Regions from separate parts of the Arachis hypogaea genome. Here region 2 is linked to region 1. The links are chromatin contacts, called in public Hi-C maps. All regions are on one chromosome and are shown on one strand. Each heading gives the region's core, a stretch centred on a gene start, on an enhancer-like site or on the middle of the called end of the contact. The rest is flanking DNA. Distances are from core to core; before and after follow the strand shown.

Region 1 (3,110 bases), core at 203-2,702:
TTGGAGAAGAAGAAGTTGGCTTGATTTTTGGTTTCAACTGTGGAGGCTTCCCCCTTCTATAAAAAGGGAGAACAACCACGACTTGAAGCAAGGAGAAAGTGTGAGAGTGCAAGGCACAGAGTTCTTAGAGTTCCTTTGTACATCTGTATTGTGTATCATGATTCTGTGGGAATCCCCTTGTAAGTTGGGTTAGCACTTATAGTCTGTAATCAAGAAGATTATAGTGAAATCTCATCATTGTTGTGATAGAAACTGGATGTAGGCTGCACTGCACTTAGCAGCTGAACTAGGATATATCTGGGTGTAATTTTCTCTCTTCTCTACTCCATTTCTGTTTCTACTGCATAGGAGCTAAAACTGAAAAATATCTCGTGCCAAATGATGAGACAAAAAATAAAAGTCTCGTGGCTAGAGATGAGACAAAAATAAAAAAGTCTCCTGAAGTCATTTCAAAGACCAGCAAGTGTTACTGAGCAAAAAAGGGGGCTAAGATTCAACTTCCCCTTCTCTTAGCCACTGAAACCATCACCGCCAACTAAAATGGATTCAAAATGCTAGCCCGCCTCGCTTTATGGCGGATTGGCAGGCTGGCGGGTTATCCCGCTTGACTCTTTTTTTAAGAAAAATCATTAAAATTAATAAAAATTAATAATTAAAAAATTAAATACAAATAAAAACTAGTCAAATTATAATATAATTTTTTATTATCCTTTTTATAATTTTTAACTTCAATAAAATTGTTCAAAATAATATTTGTCAATAGAACTATTTTTATTTTAAAAAATAAGTCACATAATTTGAACATATATACAAAATTGTAAAATAAAATAAATAAAGTTAATAATTAAAAGAAGAATAAAAACAAAAAATAAAAAATATTTAAAAATTATATAATTATTAATTTTATAGCAATAATTACTCTTTTATTTAATAAAAAAATAAAATAAAATAAAAGCCTTTAGCTCGGCAGGCCCCGCCAAAATCCGCAAATTTGGCGGTGTGGGTTTGACGGATTTTTTTTATTTGGCGGGTTCCAAATCCTAGCCGACCCACTTTTTTTAGCGAGTTCGGCGGGTTGGCCCGAAGGGTTTGACCCGTTTTGCCACTCCTACGCATCAGCTCGAGATCACCCCCTACGAGAACACGGGCAAGACGAATGTACTAGTCGTGAACCTCATGACTTACGCATTGGGGACACTGTTTTGGCCCAGCCCAACAGTTGAAGGTCCACCAAGCGGACCTGCTACTCATTCGTACGGCATGACGCCCTACACGTGCTCCGATTTTTTCAACAGATCTTGCTATCTGGCGGAAGCTTCTAAATGGTTGGGCCTTGGCATGAGGAGGGCCCACCCGAGAAGATATGAATAAAGGAAAGGGGCCTATCCCTCTCCCAAGATACGTCACTACAATCCTAATTAGCCGCCTCATCGTACGGACTCTTACTTTGCCATCGGAGTGTTCTTGCAAGTGGTCCCACCCACCGACCAACTGATGACATACCGGCTCGATTCTTCACTTCAGCTCCCGCATTCATTTCTTGATCCTCACTTCCAACGCTTTCTCAATCGGTTCAACGAACTACCGAACAATTATTTTTAGTTATTATTTAGTTTTTAATCTAATTATTTTAGTTTAGTTTTTTTAGTCTAATAATTCAACAACATACTTTATCTTATATTTTAAACATTGATAATTAATTGATAACAAAAAATAATAAATTTTAACAATTCTCTAATATTTCTTCTCAAAATATTAACATGAATCAAATTGGTTTTTAATATAAAAAAATCGACATATAATTAATAACTAATAATGTGTGTGGAAAGTGGAAACATGTCACATATTACATTTTTAAAGTGCCACATGAAACTTAACGATAAAATTTAAAAAAAAAAAATGAAGAAGCTAACTTAACTTTTGTCAATAAATTTTCAAGAACCAAATTCAACATGAACCCTATATTATCCAAAATGAAAATTGTGTGACTGAAATATATTTGATGGATTTCTTTGATTGGAATTGGGCCACTTGCCCACTTCATAATATGGCATCAACTGTATGTGGAGATGCACGTGCCATGGGTTCTTTCCAGAATTCCAGTGTTCTCACATCTCCATGTATAGGTATTGTGTGGAGTTTTGTGGAAATGGATTTTTTCTATATTTTTTTTATTGGAAAGAATAAAGTGTGATCTCTCACATTTAATTCTATAAGTGGAACTAGAAATTAATAAGAGAGAATAATGAATGATGAGATCAAACATTGGACACTATCTAATTTTTTTCTACTAAAAAAGATCAACTCCCGAGTTTTGTTAAATTATTGAATCTTGCCAAATTGCCAATACCTCTTCAATAAGGCAAATGTTAATTTATTATTTTTGACTAATAGTTAGTCAATAATATTTACACGTTTGAACTAAGAATATATAATTAAATTATTAGATTAAAAAAATTAGATTAATAAATAAAAATGCTGATAAAAAATAATAAATTTTAATTTTTTTTCTTTCAATTATGGCTGCTTCTCTTCAAGGGAGCTACTTTTATTTCCTTTCGTCATTTCTATACCATTTCCCCCTCGGAAGCTTCATCATAGCTGCAGTAGTAGTTCATTTAAATTAGGTTTTTTAAAATTTGACTGATCATTGATTAACTAACTTCATTGATTCCCTCGCAACCAATTTTTTCTAAACCAAGATGGTTTGATAACCAATTTTCAATTAATTCGATTTGAATCGACCACTTCAGCTCAATTCTTAATACATTATCTTAATATGTTTTTAAAGAAAAAGAGAAATTTAAAACATAGACTAATATATATTCTAGTATAATGCCCGTGTCTCTCTCCTTTTTCTTGGACAGGTTTTTTTTTTGTTGGACAAGGCCGTGTCTCTATTTTTATGTATAAAGATATGTAGTTGTTATCCTTAAAAAGTTATTAGAAATTATGAAATAGGTTGGCTTTATATAATATTAAGAAAGTCCAATGTTTGCGGGCTTAGTATTGGGCTACTAATTTTAAAATGTCTACTTTTTTCGGTGGAAAAAACTTAAAAAACCTAGTTGATTATTTTATGTTTTTGGTAATCATAGTTGCATTCTAAA
Region 2 (3,143 bases), core at 433-2,932, 140 kb before region 1:
TAAAAATATAAAATTTAATCTTAGCAATTTTTTAAATAATATTGTCAAAGATGTATAGCCATACTTTTTAATATATATAGGTTTAATTATTCTAATAATCTTTATAATTTTACTAAAATTTTAATTAAGTCGTTATATATATATTTTTAATTTGAATTCGTATACTAGCTATTTTTAATTTTGTAATTAGATCATTTTTAATATAAATAATATTAAAATTAATAGAATATTTTTTCTACATATCGAAGGTATCTAAAATTAAGAATATAATTGGATATTTGATTATATATTTTGAAAAAAAAATATTCTGTTAATTTTAATATTTTTAACATAAAAAATACTTAATTAAAAAATTAAAAATAGTATAGAGACATAATTAAAAAAAAGTATAAAAATTTAATTATAAATTTAGCAACTACAGTAACAAACCAAATAATTATATATATATATATATATATATATATATATATATATATAAATTTACCCTTTGAAATAAGCTAAGGAGAAAGGAGTTTGGTATACTGGTAATTGAAGCTTTGAGGACAACAGAAAAACACGGAATCATGTCACAGGCTGCATCAAATTAAAGAGATAAAAGTGGGAAGTACACCTCACATACATTACATAGATATGAAAATGAAATGTTCCTAGTTTCTGTGAAATCTTCAATCAAACAAGTCATTATCTATGTTCCCCAACCAAAAAACAAAAAGAAATTACAAAAAAAATCATATCATATCTAACCCACATACATATCACCAAAAAATTATACGATTAGAAGTTTGAAAAAATTGTTTAATTATTTGATTAGTTTCTATAATTTTATCAATTTTTTAATTAGGTCTTTACGGTTTAAATTTTTATAATTGAATTCTTATATTGATAAAAGTTTTTCTTTAATATAAAATCTTAATTACAAACTATTATAATATAAAGACCAAACTAAAAATTTAATAAAACTATAAAATTAACAGAGTAATTAAATAAAAAAAGAGAAATAATAGCTTTTAGGCCTCTAGCTTATTGCATACATTAGATGTTTGATATGATAAGAATAAGTGCATGCATAAAGAGTCACACATAAGAGGAAAAAGAAGCTCAAGTTGATTTGTTATAATTTGTCATGTTGTAGAAAAAGAAGAAAACAACCTTGATGGTAATATGGCTATCCCTGCGTTTATGTGTCTGCTTCAACTTTTCTCAAAACTTTGATTCATCACTATCACCAAAGTTTACGGTGACCTTTTTATTTTCTGCCGCAGTTTTTCTATGATTATTCAAAATACTTAGTTAAATTGTTCTAATACATATATATACATACGAAGCAAATTAAATAATTTTATTTTTAATATAACATCGAGTATAATGAGTTTTTAACAACTTATACTTTAATAAATTGTTGATTTAAGAAGAATAGACTAAGGAATCGTTCATTTTTTTTTAGCCAAAAATTTTTTTCCCTCTGGAAAAAATTAAAATTTTCAGCCCCGCTCAGATCCTTTTTGTTTGCCTCCTATAAATGTATGATCCGTTTTTTTTTCTTTGGTGTTTGTTTCATACTTTCTATCTTAGTGATTAATAATTTTCATAAACAAAATTATTATGGAATGTAGGCCTTTGCATAAGAAAATAGATTGGGCTCATATAAAGTGAATAATCTAAGCCCATAAAGCTTTTGTTTTTCTAAATTATTACCAGGTGTGTTTTTCTATATATCTTGGGCTTTTTACACTTATCTTGGGCTTTAAATTGTTGTGTAAATAGTGTTTTTACACTTATCTTGGGCTTCAAATTGTTGGTCTTCGAAGAATTCTTTTGGACCCAGATAAAGGAAAAGACAGCCCTTTTCTGAAGAATTCAGCCCACCCCACCAGAAAAAATAAGCAAGAAAATTATGTTGGGAGAAAAAATAATGATACTGTGAAAGATTTTCAAACTTCTATTTGATTATTATAAATATTTTTATACTGTGAGTTATTATTATTGATGGACCCTCATCCGAATATTTTTTTCATGTAATCATTTTAATTTAATTGTTAATTACACTAGTATTGTGATTATTTATAATGTTCTAATTCGTGTAACAAAAATACTAGGTTAGCTATCAAATGAGTGATCATGTCTCTGTGTGTATGTATAATCCATGTCTTATTTCTCAAATTCTCAAGGTGTAATATAGATTTAAATATATATTTTATATAAAGGATAAAATATACTTTTTATTTTTAACGTTTGTAATTTTTTTAAAAAATATCTTTAATGTTTAAATTTATTCAATTTTGTCTTTAACGTTTTCGATTCATTTAATTTTATCTCTAATATTTTTAATTTGTGTCAAAATTATTTTTAAATATTTTTAATTTTGTCTTTAACATTTCACATGAAGTTAATGTCCAAAAATAATTTTGACACAAATTAAAAATATAGGAACAAAATTAAATGCAATTAAATGTTAGGAATATTTTAAAAAAAAAATTGTGAGACAAAAATTATAATTTATTCTTATACAAATAACTAATTTAATAGCTAATTTTTTATATACGGTTAACATGGTTGCTATGATATTAGGTAGTCATGTTAAATTTGAAAAAAAATAATAAATAACTATTTTGATACTCGAAAGATTATGACTTTAACAAAATGAATTTTAATTCTTGTTGTTAACAAAATAAACTTTTAAATATTAGTTCTGTTTGACAAAATAGACTAATCATTAATCGATTGCTATAAATATTTAGATTTTTTTTTGTCAATTAGAATTGATATTTAAGAGTTTATTTGATCAAAAATAAAAATTAAAGTCTATTAAATTGAAGACAAAGTTATTAAATTGTTAGTGTAAGATTTTAATCCAAAAGAGCTAACTATACCTTTTGATATATATCTAATATCTAAAAAAAAGTACAGGTAGATAATGATTTTTGTGGACAATATGAATAATAGATCTAATAAAGTAAAAATATATTACATTCTTAAATTATTCACTTAAATCTTAATATTAAAATAACCATCCATACACCTAGTGAATTAAACATCTGTTGTTTATATTGTTCAAAAAAATCATTATTAGTTACCTAACATTACCCAACAACTAATAATTCTTTTATAAAAAAAATTGGGAGACATGACCCTCTACGAGAAGC

The links. A called contact is a pair of places that touch in the nucleus more often than the background predicts.
Region 2: a contact with region 1 is called in a Hi-C map of an unstated tissue, with 3 times the contacts expected there. The contact joins two enhancer-like sites. A contact is called at or near these places in 2 of 8 Hi-C or Micro-C datasets (leaf and an unstated tissue).

Annotation. Positions count from the first base shown.
Region 1 is chr10:108,004,818-108,007,927 of arahy.Tifrunner.gnm2.J5K5, reverse strand. No RefSeq gene overlaps it. Among protein-coding and RNA genes, the nearest start is that of LOC112716381, 19 kb to the left of the region's middle. Within about 2 kb of position 1,452, at least 2 of the 3 cell types and tissues checked have open chromatin away from gene starts, as enhancers often do.
Region 2 is chr10:108,143,205-108,146,347 of arahy.Tifrunner.gnm2.J5K5, reverse strand. No RefSeq gene overlaps it. Among protein-coding and RNA genes, the nearest start is that of LOC112716386, 23 kb to the left of the region's middle. Within about 2 kb of position 1,682, at least 3 of the 3 cell types and tissues checked have open chromatin away from gene starts, as enhancers often do.